Regions from separate parts of the Sus scrofa genome. Here region 1 is linked to region 2. The links are chromatin contacts, called in public HiChIP or PLAC-seq maps. All regions are on one chromosome and are shown on one strand. Each heading gives the region's core, a stretch centred on a gene start, on an enhancer-like site or on the middle of the called end of the contact. The rest is flanking DNA. Distances are from core to core; before and after follow the strand shown.

Region 1 (5,975 bases), core at 445-2,944, 210 kb after region 2:
TTCCCAGGGAAGCAGCCTCTTTCAAAAACATACATGTCTTTGGAAGAAGGTGGTCCTGCCCAGGAGGTGGGTGCTCCCACTGGGCCTGGGGTGCCTGGGGGCAGGGACATCTTGCCTTTCTCCAGACACCGTTGTTGTTTTCCCAGCCCCACAGTGATGTCAAGGGGCTTTCAGGAGAGTGCTTTGGCTTGTTACAAAATAACTGGGGACCACAATGACAGCCTGTCAACAGGCTTTTGGAGAGTGAAGCAGGTTTGTGAGCAGATGAAGAGAAGCAGGAGGTCAGGCTGGGAGAGCTACCCTCTTCTCATTGGGCATCTTCCTCCCAGCCCCAGTGGATCTCAGTCCCTTCTGGGCAGGTCATTCCCAAGAAAATGGTCCCGCTGAGTGGCTGGACAGCAGAGAGCAAATGCCATTGCAACATCCTTTGTGTCTCTACCATGTGAGCAATTGATTTAAAAATAAGGCATCTTTTGAAAGATGATATTAAGTGTTGATTCTTAAAGTATTTCATTTCTTTTACCCACATGGTCTATGAGAGAGTGTCCACCATATGCCAGGCAGAAAGGATGTAAAGTTAGATAAGATCCCGCCCTGTCCTTGACCTACTGAAGGCTTAATAGGAGATAGAAAACCAGCAAGTGTAGAAGGGTTCCAGAGGCCACGAGGAAAGAGGGAATGGGATGGGTGAGTTGTTCGTGGAAGGCAGGAAGTCAGAGAGGAATGACTTAGTCTAGGTCTTAGCGGATGAATAGGTGAGTTTGTCAGGTGACTCAGGCCCTGTGATAGACGTCATGGGCTGAATTGTGTCTCCTCAAATTCATACCTCGAAATCCTAATCCCAATACCTCAAAATATGCCTGTATTTGGAGATAAGGTCTCTCCAGAGGGGATCAAGCTGAGATGAAGTCATTAAGGTGGGACCTTATCAAATACAACTGGTGCCGTACAAGAAGGAGACATTTGGACACAGGACAGGCGCAGAGGGAGGTGACATAAAGAGACACGGGGAAGAGATGGCCACCCACAAGCCAAGGACAGAACAGCTCTTCCCCCTGTAGTCCGCCCAAAGAATCAACCCTGTGGACACCTTGGTCTTTGACTTTTGGCCTCCAGACCTGAGAGATGATAGACACCTGTTGTGTAAACCAGCTAGTTTGCACTACTTTGTAAGGGCAGCCCCAGGAGATGAATGCAATGGCACCAAACATTTTGGGCTTATCACCTATTACCCTCTGTCTATACTACCTAGCATCTGATTAAACTGTAAGTCTGGATTCAGTAGGCCTGAGGTGGAGCCCAGATAGTATTATTAACAAACTCCTAGGTGATGCCAGTGCTGCTGGTCTGACCACACTTTGAGGAACAAGGTCACAGAATTATGGTTCTAAAACCAAGTTTCGCATAGGTTTCCTAGGGAACCTTTAAGAAGTCCTGATCCAGGCCTCCACGAAGACCAAGGGGACAGAAGCCTCCGCCAAGACCAAGGGGACGCAAGACTCCACCAAGACCAAGGGGAGGCAAGACTCCACCAAGACCAAGAGAACAGAGGAGTCTCCTGAAAACCAACCAGACGCGGGACTCTACCAAAAACCAACACCATTAGAAGTAGGCTGGGGGCTGGGCCCCGTGTTTTCCCTTTTGATCCCTGCTGGGAAATCTAATGTGCAAAGCTGAGACTTACTTGACCTGGGGAATCACTGAAGGGTGTTGTTTGGCAGAAGGGACAGGCACAGAGCTGTGCACTAGGTGTGTCACGTGGGGCCAGGCTGTGTGGGTAAATGGCAGTGACAGTGGATGGGTGGCCCTTTCTACCCATCCTGTCCCACCTCTGAGAGAAGAACCATAAAACCACAGACTAACAAACCTCATAAACAAAGAACATGACTAAGGAAGGTGATTGGGACCACTACGGCCAGGGAAGGAAATAGGGGAAGGTTAACCAAAGAAACTGTGCCTCTGAGAAGGCAGAGAAACGCCACTGCCCAAGAGCCAGGCCCACTGGGAGGCTGACTCCTGAGGAGGCTAAGGAAAGGGAACTCTGGTGCAGTGTTGGTGGGACAGTCAGTTGGTGCAGCCACTACTGAAAACAGTGTGCAAGTTCCCCAAACAATTAAAAATAGAATTACCATGTGATCCAGCCATCCCACTTCAGGGTATACATCCAAAGGAAATGAAAACAGGACCTCAAAGAGATAACTGCATTCCAGGTTCATTGCAGCACTATTCACAGCAGTCAAGATATGGAAACAACCTAAGCGCCTATCAACAGATGAATGGATTGAGATGAAGGGGTACATACACCATGGAATATCATTCAGGTGCAGGAAAGAAGGAAATCCTGCCACTTAGACAGCACGGGTGAACCTGGAAGGCATCACAATAAGTGAAGCACATCAGACAAAGACAAATACTGTGTGGTATCACTTATAAGCAGAGTCTAAAAAAAAAGTCAAACTCATAGAAACAGAGAGTAGAAAAGTGGTTGCCAGGGTTGACGTGGGGGGAATAGAGAGAGATTGGTCAAAGAATATGGACTTTCAGTTCTCAAATGAATAAGGTCTGTGGAGCTGATGCAAAATATGGTGAGTGGAAGTGATAACATTATTGTAGAATTGAAATTTGCTCAGAGAGTAGCATTTAAATGTTCTCACCAAAAAAGAGAGAGAGATAAATTGTGAGGTGATGGATGTGTTATTCAGCTAGATTATGGGGCTCTTTTCACAATGTTTTTGTACATCAAATCACCCCAATGTACACTTTAAATATTGCACCATTGTATCTATTATATACCAATGAAGCTGAAAAACAAAAAGAGCATGCCCCTCTCCCACTTCCTACCACCTTACCCACAGCATCCAGTACAACAATGCATTAAGGTGAAAGATTTGTAAGGCAGACTCTCTGAGGGTCAGTGAAAGGAGACGCCACCAAATCCAAGAGGGGAGACAGACACGAGGACACTGGAGGAATTTGAAGCCGCTGGCACCTACAGCTACAACACTCATCAGACATGGCCCAACTCCTGGCAGGTTAACCTGAGGCTGAGATTGTTCTATGAGATGCCAACAGCCCATGTTCTTCCCGCTGCACCAAATTATTTCAACACCCAAGTCTCTAAATGATCAAAACAAAGATACAAGTGAGATTGAATCAGCCTCAAGACTTATGGATTTGCTGTCTGGTGAGTGCTTCCCATATTCCGGACACACATCATCATGTGCTGGCAAAAGGTAGGGAGTAATGGCTAGAGCGGAACTGGAGACCCCCTGTATCTGAAGCGTGTGTAGCCTGCAGCATTTTTGCAGGAGCTGCTGCTGTAAGAGGCAGAACGTCCTATTATTTGGTAAAAATGATGGGCTCCAAACCACGATCCATGTTTCCTCTCTAGCTCTGATGCTTAGACAAGCCCACCCCACACCTCAGTCGTTGGTAAGAGAGACCAAGCGTTTGCCAAGAAACTGCGGGAAATGGGCTTGGTCTCCCAGTGGCTCTTGACTCCGAGGAAGCAGTGCAGAAGCTTGTCTCAGAGAGAGAAGTGAGTTTCTCCAGCACTGGATGCAAGCTGACTTTCTCTGCCACTTCATTAAGAAAGAAGGACTCAGGTTTTCTCAGGAGGAGGACCCTTGGCATAGAGCTAATGGCCCATTGCCATACGGGTGGGGGCTATCTCAAGTCCATAGGCAAAGGTAGGTCTCCATGACTTTTGTTAGCTTTTAGGATTTTTCCAGTTAAAAATGCTCTGAGGACTTCCCATTGTCAGGTTAAGAACCTGACGAGTATCCATGAGGATGCAAGTTCGATCCCTGGGCTCACTCGGAGCATTAAGGATCCAGTATTGCTGTGGCTGTGCTGTAGGACAACAGCTGCAGCTCTGAGTCTTAGAATAGGACCTTCCATATGCCACAGGTGGCCCTAAAAAGACAAAACCCAAAGCAAAAAAACGCTCTGAGTGAAAACAATCCACACCATTTTCCGAGCACCGTGTAACCGCTCATCATTCGGAGTTCATGTGATTGATGTGTGGGACCACAGCCACAGGGAGCGAGCACCTGAGAGGTTTTCTTGTGGAGACCAAGATGGAAATAGGAAGTTTAGGGTTCAGGGGTTAGATTCTTCAGACACAACCCAGAGTGGCATTGGGAGAATCTGGTAGCAGTGGCTTTTCCATTTATATTTGAATCTCTGAAAGCATCTGATAGTGTGGCATTTATCTATTTGTTTGCTTTCTTGGTTTATTTGTCTTCCCCATTGAGCTCTGAGCTTCATGAGGTCTTTAGGGGCCATCATGGCAGGCTGTCAGCCTAGGGCTGGAGTAATAGCTGTGATGGAAAGGGGACAAAGCTGAGCCTCAGACGGGAGAACAGGAAATAGTCATTGAGAGGCTTGTAACATTGAGTAAATGTTTGGTCCTGTCCAGTTCATAGATTTCCTGGGTGTCAAAATTCATCTCATGTAGGATTCAAAATTTCATCTTTGGATGAATGTATTTTTGGATGCTGGACCTACTATTTCAGCAGGAAAGGAAGCTGAACTACTAAATTTAGTTTTTAGAATTCTCCTGTGGCACAGTGGGTTAAGGATCAGATGTCACCGCAGCTGCCTGGGTCACTGCTGTGGGGCGGGTTCAATCCTTGGCTTGGGAAATTCTGCAGGCCACAGGTGTGGCCATAAAAATATCAAAATTTAGTTTTCTAGAAACAAGGAGTAATAATTCTTTTCTTTACAATTGCAACATTCAGGAATCTATCACAGAACGGTTTTCAGAGTATTTGTTCATAAAATAAAACTGTTTATAAAGTAAACATTTGCTCTGGTCATAATACTTCACAGTGGGTAAAAGCGGGGACCAGCTGTAGGATAGATTCGGTCATGTTTATTCTTTTTATTTAATCACCAATTAGTGGGGTAAAGACCTTTCTGTCTCTGGCAAAAACCAGCGAAGTGCTTTCTGAAGGATATGCGTCCTTAACAGGATTCAGAGTTGAGCTTAGCGGGGAAGCTAGGTCTGTTTATTCAGAAGGCAGCTCATGACAGGAACGTCTGACTTCACCTCTTGGCCTGGCTTGGCCAGTGACCCAGCACCACTCTGGCCAGAAGGACCAGTGGCTGGCTGGGACGGGCCCCACGGCACATTGCCCTTGACCTCAGAAGAGTCAGACTGCTGGTTGTCTGTGACACAGCCCGCAGGAGGCAAGGACCTGAACTTCTGAGGGCCGCTCGTCCCCCAAAGCCGGTCCAAATTCGACACATGGACACACTCAAGAGCACATTAATAGGACAGTTAGATTGTATTTGATTAATGGCCCTTGGCAATATTCCTCTCAGAACTGCGCTGCCTGTACCAGGGCCCGAGAGGCAAGCGAGACTCTGAATTTGCTCGTTCCCTCAAGGCCGCCCCAGAAAAGCCGGTGGCGAGCCCAGGAGCTTGCCGACACTCACCGACGGCTTTGAAGAAGGAACACGATTCTGCTTTCCCTTTCTGAAACATACACCCTGTTGGCTGACGAGTCTCCTTCACTTAGAGAAAACATCATTGATAAATCCTGAAGCTAAATGTAGAAACTCTGGAGAGGGAGCAGTAATGATGGGATCAGACCCATTTCCAAAGCTTGAGAAAATGTACTGGAAAATTCCGAGGAGCTGAAACACACTTTTGTGAAGCCAGGAACTTCCAAACTAAACACACCTACTAATCCAACCCTCTGCTGAGTAATTCTTCATGAACTGATTTGAGCATTAGGTTTCCAATAAAATCTGACCTTTGCCACGCAAATAAGTGAGGGCTTTTATAGATGACAATCAAATGAAGTTTATCTGAGAACCAGGTATTAGTTGCATGAAAGATTTTTTTCCTTTCTTTTCTTCTTCTTCTTTTTTTTTTTTTTGGCCGACAGGAAAGCTTCACTATGTCAATAAATGTTGAATAAGAATGAAGCAATGGGCAGCCTCTTACATTCTATGCCGGGAGCATA
Region 2 (5,760 bases), core at 222-2,721:
CTCCAGATCCGCCCCGTCCAAGCTCTGTGACATTGAGCAGGTTACCTCACCTCTCTGAGCCTTGATTTCCTATCCGTCGCAATGCAATGAACTGTAACGGACACTGAAGCTGGTGGTGGGGAGGAAGGAGGCAGAGTTGTAGATATTAAAGGAGATGTACCAGGCCCAGGGTGGGCACACAGCCTCTCGAATGCCAGCGCCAAGCTCGATGTTACGCCACTCCAGCTTCATCAAACCCTATGAGGAGTCCCAGGTCTTGGTAGCCCAGTGCACAGATGACCGACCAAGGCTGAGGGCCGTGCCCCCTGCCTGAAAGCTGCAGAGCCGGGCCTTCGCAGAGGGGTGTCAGCTGGGCTTCGCTTTGTGCGCTGAGGCTGCTTGGAGGCTCTGCTGCTACTATTGTGTCTCTCCTTTCTTTCTGCCATGTTTGAGGAACACAGCCCAAGAAGCATGGGTCACAGACCTGAATGGGCCCTTTCTTCCCTGAGGACACCTGGATGGAGCTTGGGGCATCCGGAGGTGGCAGAGGGACAGCAGGTGTGGAATGGTTTCTGTTTGCTTCTTGCTTCTCAAGTGTTTCCTCTGATAACATTCAGAGAGAGCAGCGCAGGCCGTTGCTCCCCACCCGGATGGATGGACGGACGGAGGCTGGAAGTGCCTGGCTGCGGAGGAAGAGGGCAGGGAGGGGGTGGGAGGAGGGGGAGGAGGGGCCGGAGGGGAGGGGGAGGGGGGATGGAGAGTTGGAGGAGGATGGGGAGGATGAGCTGGAGGACGGAGAGAAGCAGAATGGGGAGGAGGAGGATGGGAGGAGGGAGCGAAGAGGAGCGGGTGAGACGTGCCAGTGGCTCGGCAGTGCCTGAGCACGCTGTTCCTGAAGGCGTTTAGAAAGTCTCGCTTCCTCCAGGCTGAGGAGTTCCTGAGCCATTTGCAATGTAAAGGGCAGCCATCCTCCATGACGCAGCGGGTGAGATACCATCAGAACAAGAATATATTTAGAAGACAGGAAATGAGCCGGCCAGCCTGCCCTTGACTTTAGAGCAGGCATTGCCTTGTGAGCCACCCCCTCACGCCCCCCAGGGTGAAGGGGGAGGAACTCGCTCTGGCCTTGCTGCTGCTTCCTTTTCTCCTCTCTCTCTCTCTCTCTCTCTCTCTCTCTCTCTCTCTCTCTCTCCTTCTCCTTGTCGCCTTTGCTGGGGTTGTCCCAAAGTGATGGGGAGAGATGACATTTTGCTAGGAACTGAGTCATTTTGCTGGATTTTTTTGAGCCCTGTCCCTGATTAGTAAACCTGTCTCAAGAATGGGAAAATGCACGGGGCTATTTTTAAGTGTTCTCAGCATTAACGTGCCTAATTCCTAGAACAGACACATCAGTGTCTTTCTCTTCTCAAGTGTAGATAAGCACTGAGCAGCTGTGTGACCTTTGGCAAATGAGACTTGCCGAGCGTCAGTTTGCTCATCTGTGAAGTGGGGCTGACACTACCCACCTCGCAGGGGGAAGGACGGCCAAGCACCTTCCCCTCCCCCAGCCCCTGCACTGCCCGGGGCTATGGGCATTTGAGTGCTGAGAGTTCCTGTGAACTCTGGGGTCTGGGTGAATTCACCCATGTGCTAAACCCAGGTGTGTCTATCGGGTTAAACACACATAGCCTTTGGTTGGCTACTGGGGGAACCAGATTGAAACTTGTATTGAACTCACCAGCCAGGGGAAAGCTTGGCAAGTTCCGTCCAGTAAATCAACCTTTGCCAGGCTCCTCTGGGCTACCCTGGGGCGGGGGCGGGGGCGGCGGGGGGGTGGGGGGCATCTAGACAGAGAGGAAGAGATGCGACAAGGCCATGGTGGGGCCTTGGTACAGCCCCTCCCCTCTCTCAGCTCATGAGACCTTCGGTCCATCCCTGCCCCACTCCCAGGACGTGGTGGTTTAGAAAGACTGGCATAGCCTATCCAGAGTTTTTCCTTTTTCCTCTCCTTTTTAGGGCCGCACCCGCAGCATACAGAAGTTCCCGGGCTAGGGGTCGAATTGGAGTGCAGCTGGTGGTCCACGCCAGAGCCAGGGCAACCCTGGATGCAAGTCGCATCCTCGACCTACACCGCAGCTCACAGCAATGCCGGATCCTTAACCCACTGAGCGAGGCCAGGGATCGAACTGGCGGCCTCATGGATACTAGTCAGGTTCTTCACCCATCGAGCCACAGTGGGAACTCCCATTGGGAGTTTTTATGGCTATTCTCCGTGCAGATGTGCCCTCTTAGGATAAGCTGTGCGGGATGCGTTCCACTGCCAAAGGAACCCATCCGTGTGTCTAAATATAAACACCAGCGCCTCTCAGGGCGGGCTACCGGAGTGCTGGACGTGCTGCTTGGGGCTTGGCAGGGCTCCCTTCCATCACCCCCACAGCTCCACGTGGCCGCTGCTCTTACCGTCTCCAGCTTGCACAAAACCCTCGCCCCAGGTCTTAGAGCCAAGGGAGGGCAGCGCCGAGATTTGAACAGAGATCTCAGTATCCCTCTGGGTTTCCCAGGTCCACGCCTGTGCGAGTCCTTCCTGACCCCGACCTCACGGGCCACCGTGGAGGGATGCGATTTGGCTGTGGTCACGTAGCACCCCAAGAATGTTGCCCATTTGCTGACGGTAGCTTCTCCTCAGGGTCCCCTGGAGAACAGCGCTCTTCCGTCTCCTCTGCTATCCGTCTCCAGCATTTCTTTTTTAAAAAATTTTATAATAGCTTTATTTTATTTTTCTCAAAGAATAGTTGATTCACAATGTTGTGCCAATTCCTGCTGTACAGCACGGTGACCCAGTCAGACGTATATACACATTCTTTTTCTCTTATTATCTTCCACCACGTTCTAACCCAAGATTGGATAGAGTTCCCCCTGCTGTATAGCAGGAGCGCACTGCTTATCTATTTTTTAAGTTAATTAATTAATAGTTTTTTAGGGGTGCACCTGGGGCATATGGAGTTTCCCAGGTTAGGGGCGGAATTGGAGCTGTAGCTGCCGGCCTACGCCACAGCCACAGCAACGGGAGATCCGAGCTGCGTCTGCGACCTATACCATAGCTCACAGCAATGTCAAATCCTTAATCTACTGAGGGAGGCCAGGGATCGAACCCACATCCTCATGGACACTAGTCTGGTTCATAACAGAATCACAGGCTGAACCACAATGGGAACTCCCTGCTTACCCATTTTGTACGTAATAGTTTGCATCTACTAACCCCAAACTCCCCGTCCATCCCACTCCCTCCCCCTCCGCCTTGCATCTCCAGCACGTCTGAGGGCCGGGGGAAGACAACGGGGCTGCTGATTCTGCAGCAGCAGCTTCTTGTGTGAAAGCCTCAGAGCCCACAAGGTCTCCTGTCCCCTGCGAGGTGGTCAGGTGCTCGGGCCACGGCCAGGAGACGGCAGGAGATGGACCAGCTTCCGTGTGAGGGATAGAGAATTCCAGAGGCCAACGTGGGGCCCGCCTGGGCAGCAGGTGCAGAGACAGAGCGGGGATTAACATTGCCGTGGAATGTTCCACGTGCTTAAAGAAAATACTTTTAAGAAATTTAGCAGATTTATTGCTCCTCTGCAATATAACTCCATGAGTCACATTACGTGAATTTATATTATACATGAAATATAACACACAATCAGTATATCATATATTGTATGCTTGGCGTCTTGGTTGGTTTTTAGCCACACAGCTTTCTTACCAGAAGGTCAGCGTTGACCTCCAACCAGTTAGTGCAGCTACTGACCAGTATTTCTAAGTTCAGGGTGGGGGGACGTGGAAGCTGTTGTTGGGAAGAATCACAGGTGAGCCTTGACATTGAGGAATTACCCTTTGGACTACAGTCGGCCTCTGGATTCTCGGGTTCTGAATCCCTGGATTCAGCCAACCTCAGATCATGAAAAATATTGGAAAAAAATAAAGTCCAGAAAGTTTCAAAAAGGAAATCTTGAATTTGCCAGCCCAGAAGCTGTTTACAGGGCGATTTCATTGTATTAGGATTCTAAGGTGTCCAGAGGGCTGGAAGCACCTGGGAGGATGTGTGCAGGTTATGTGCAGACACTGGACCGTTTTATACAAGGGACTCGAGCAGCCAAGAATCGGGGAACAACCCCTCGAGGAGCCGAGGGAGTTACTGCCTTTTTGAATGACCTGGAAAATCGAAGTGCAGTGGTCTGAAGGCAGCTGAAGCCGAGCATCTCAGGCCAGGAGGTAGGTGGGCTGCTGAGAAGGGCCCCGGGGTGCTGACCTGGGCCTCTCGTGCAGCTCTATGTCCTGTGTGGAAAGAGAGGGAAAGCGTGTTTCTCCGTCAAGAGGAGAAAAAAACCAAAACACTCCAGCACGGAGACCCATCTGCCGGAGCACGAACGAGGGAGGTGGAGCATGGGTGCTTTTCAGCCAGGAGAGAACTACTGGGCGGGCTTCAGAGCGGGGTGACTGGGGGCCACAACGGGGTGAGGGGTCGGAGATGCTGCGGCAGTGCCCGTTGCCTTGGGGACCCCTGGGTTTACGTCATTGGTGAACCCCCACCCCCTACCCTCAAGGCTGCCGCGGTTTCAGGAGAGCAGGCAGGTTAGCGCAGGATGCTTCCCTCTGGCAGGGCTCTGGGCTTGCTTTCCTTCCTGCCCTGGAGCTGAGTGAAGGTCCTGAAGCCCAGGCTCACTTAGAGCACCCTGGGGAACGCTGTTGTTCCCGGGGTTGTCGGGAACCCAGCTGGACACACCGCTTTGGCGGGGGGGTGAGGGAGGAGCAGGGAGCCCCGGCGCTGGTGCTGGAGCTGGAGCTGAATTCTCATCTGGCTGTGTGGCCTCAGACAAGTCATTTCACCTCATCAAGCCTCGATTTTATCTTCTTTCCAGTGAGGATAATAATATTTATTAGTATAAGTGCAGGAAATGAAATGAGACATTTATGTAAAGTGTCCAGCACTGTGCCTGGCATTCAGAAAGCATTTGATAAACAGCAAGTATTGCTTTTTTCTTTCCTTTTTTTCTTTTTTTTGGGGGGGGAAGGAGGCACACATGCAGCTTATGGAAGCTCCCGGGCGAGGAGTTGAATTGGTGCTGCAGCCACCGGCCCGGCCCACACCACAGCCACAGCAACACCAGATCCGACCTGCATCTGCGACCCATGCTGCCGCTCATGGCCACGCCGGATCCTCAACCCACTGAGCGAGGCCAGGGACTGAACACACATCCCCATGGATACGAGTCGGGTTCTTAATCCATGAGCTACAACGGGAACTCCCAGAAAATACTACTGATGCAACACGGCAGTAGGGGATAAGAGATTTGGCCTCTTTAAGAAAGCTGTCTTTGGGAGATTTTTGCATCCTACTGTACTGTGCTAAGGAGACAACTAAATTCCTGTTTACATATAAACCTAAACGCTCTTATTCTAACTGTGCCATCACCTTAAAAGACATGTATTTATGCTTTCGTTTTCAGCCGTTCGTATGTTTAGAAGCGGTACACACTTTCAGAGTGATTCCGTTAATGTACACAGGAGTTTAACAATTGCACTGACTGCTCTAACCGTCTATTTGAACTACATTGTGCAAATGAGATGTTATCTCAAATAAGCTCCTAATATAACTCAGTAATCACTATAATGCTTTTTGGTGAAACTGTGGTGTTATTACTGAATTTAGCCACGAGTCTCGAATCCGGAACCTCTGAGCAAACACCAGCAGTGCCCCGTCACTGAGCTCTCAGCCTGGAGGAGCTGGACCAGGCTGTCCTTGCAGGCTGGCGAGGGGCGGGGGCG

The links. HiChIP or PLAC-seq counts read pairs in DNA pulled down with a chosen protein or histone mark.
Region 1: an H3K27ac HiChIP or PLAC-seq map of alveolar macrophages shows a contact between it and region 2. The contact joins two enhancer-like sites. A contact is called at or near these places in 1 of 47 Hi-C or Micro-C datasets (epiblast stem cells) and 1 of 2 datasets of contacts at active chromatin or transcription factors (alveolar macrophages).

What each region holds. Positions count from the first base shown.
Region 1 is chr3:127,853,432-127,859,406 of Sscrofa11.1, forward strand. No RefSeq gene overlaps it. Among named protein-coding and RNA genes, the nearest start is that of ID2, 350 kb to the left of the region's middle. Within about 2 kb of position 1,695, at least 3 of the 83 cell types and tissues checked have an H3K27ac peak or open chromatin away from gene starts, as enhancers often do. A contact at or near this core is called in alveolar macrophages, where this site is marked.
Region 2 is chr3:127,639,165-127,644,924 of Sscrofa11.1, forward strand. No RefSeq gene overlaps it. Among named protein-coding and RNA genes, the nearest start is that of ID2, 140 kb to the left of the region's middle. Within about 2 kb of position 1,472, at least 12 of the 83 cell types and tissues checked have an H3K27ac peak or open chromatin away from gene starts, as enhancers often do. A contact at or near this core is called in alveolar macrophages, where this site is marked.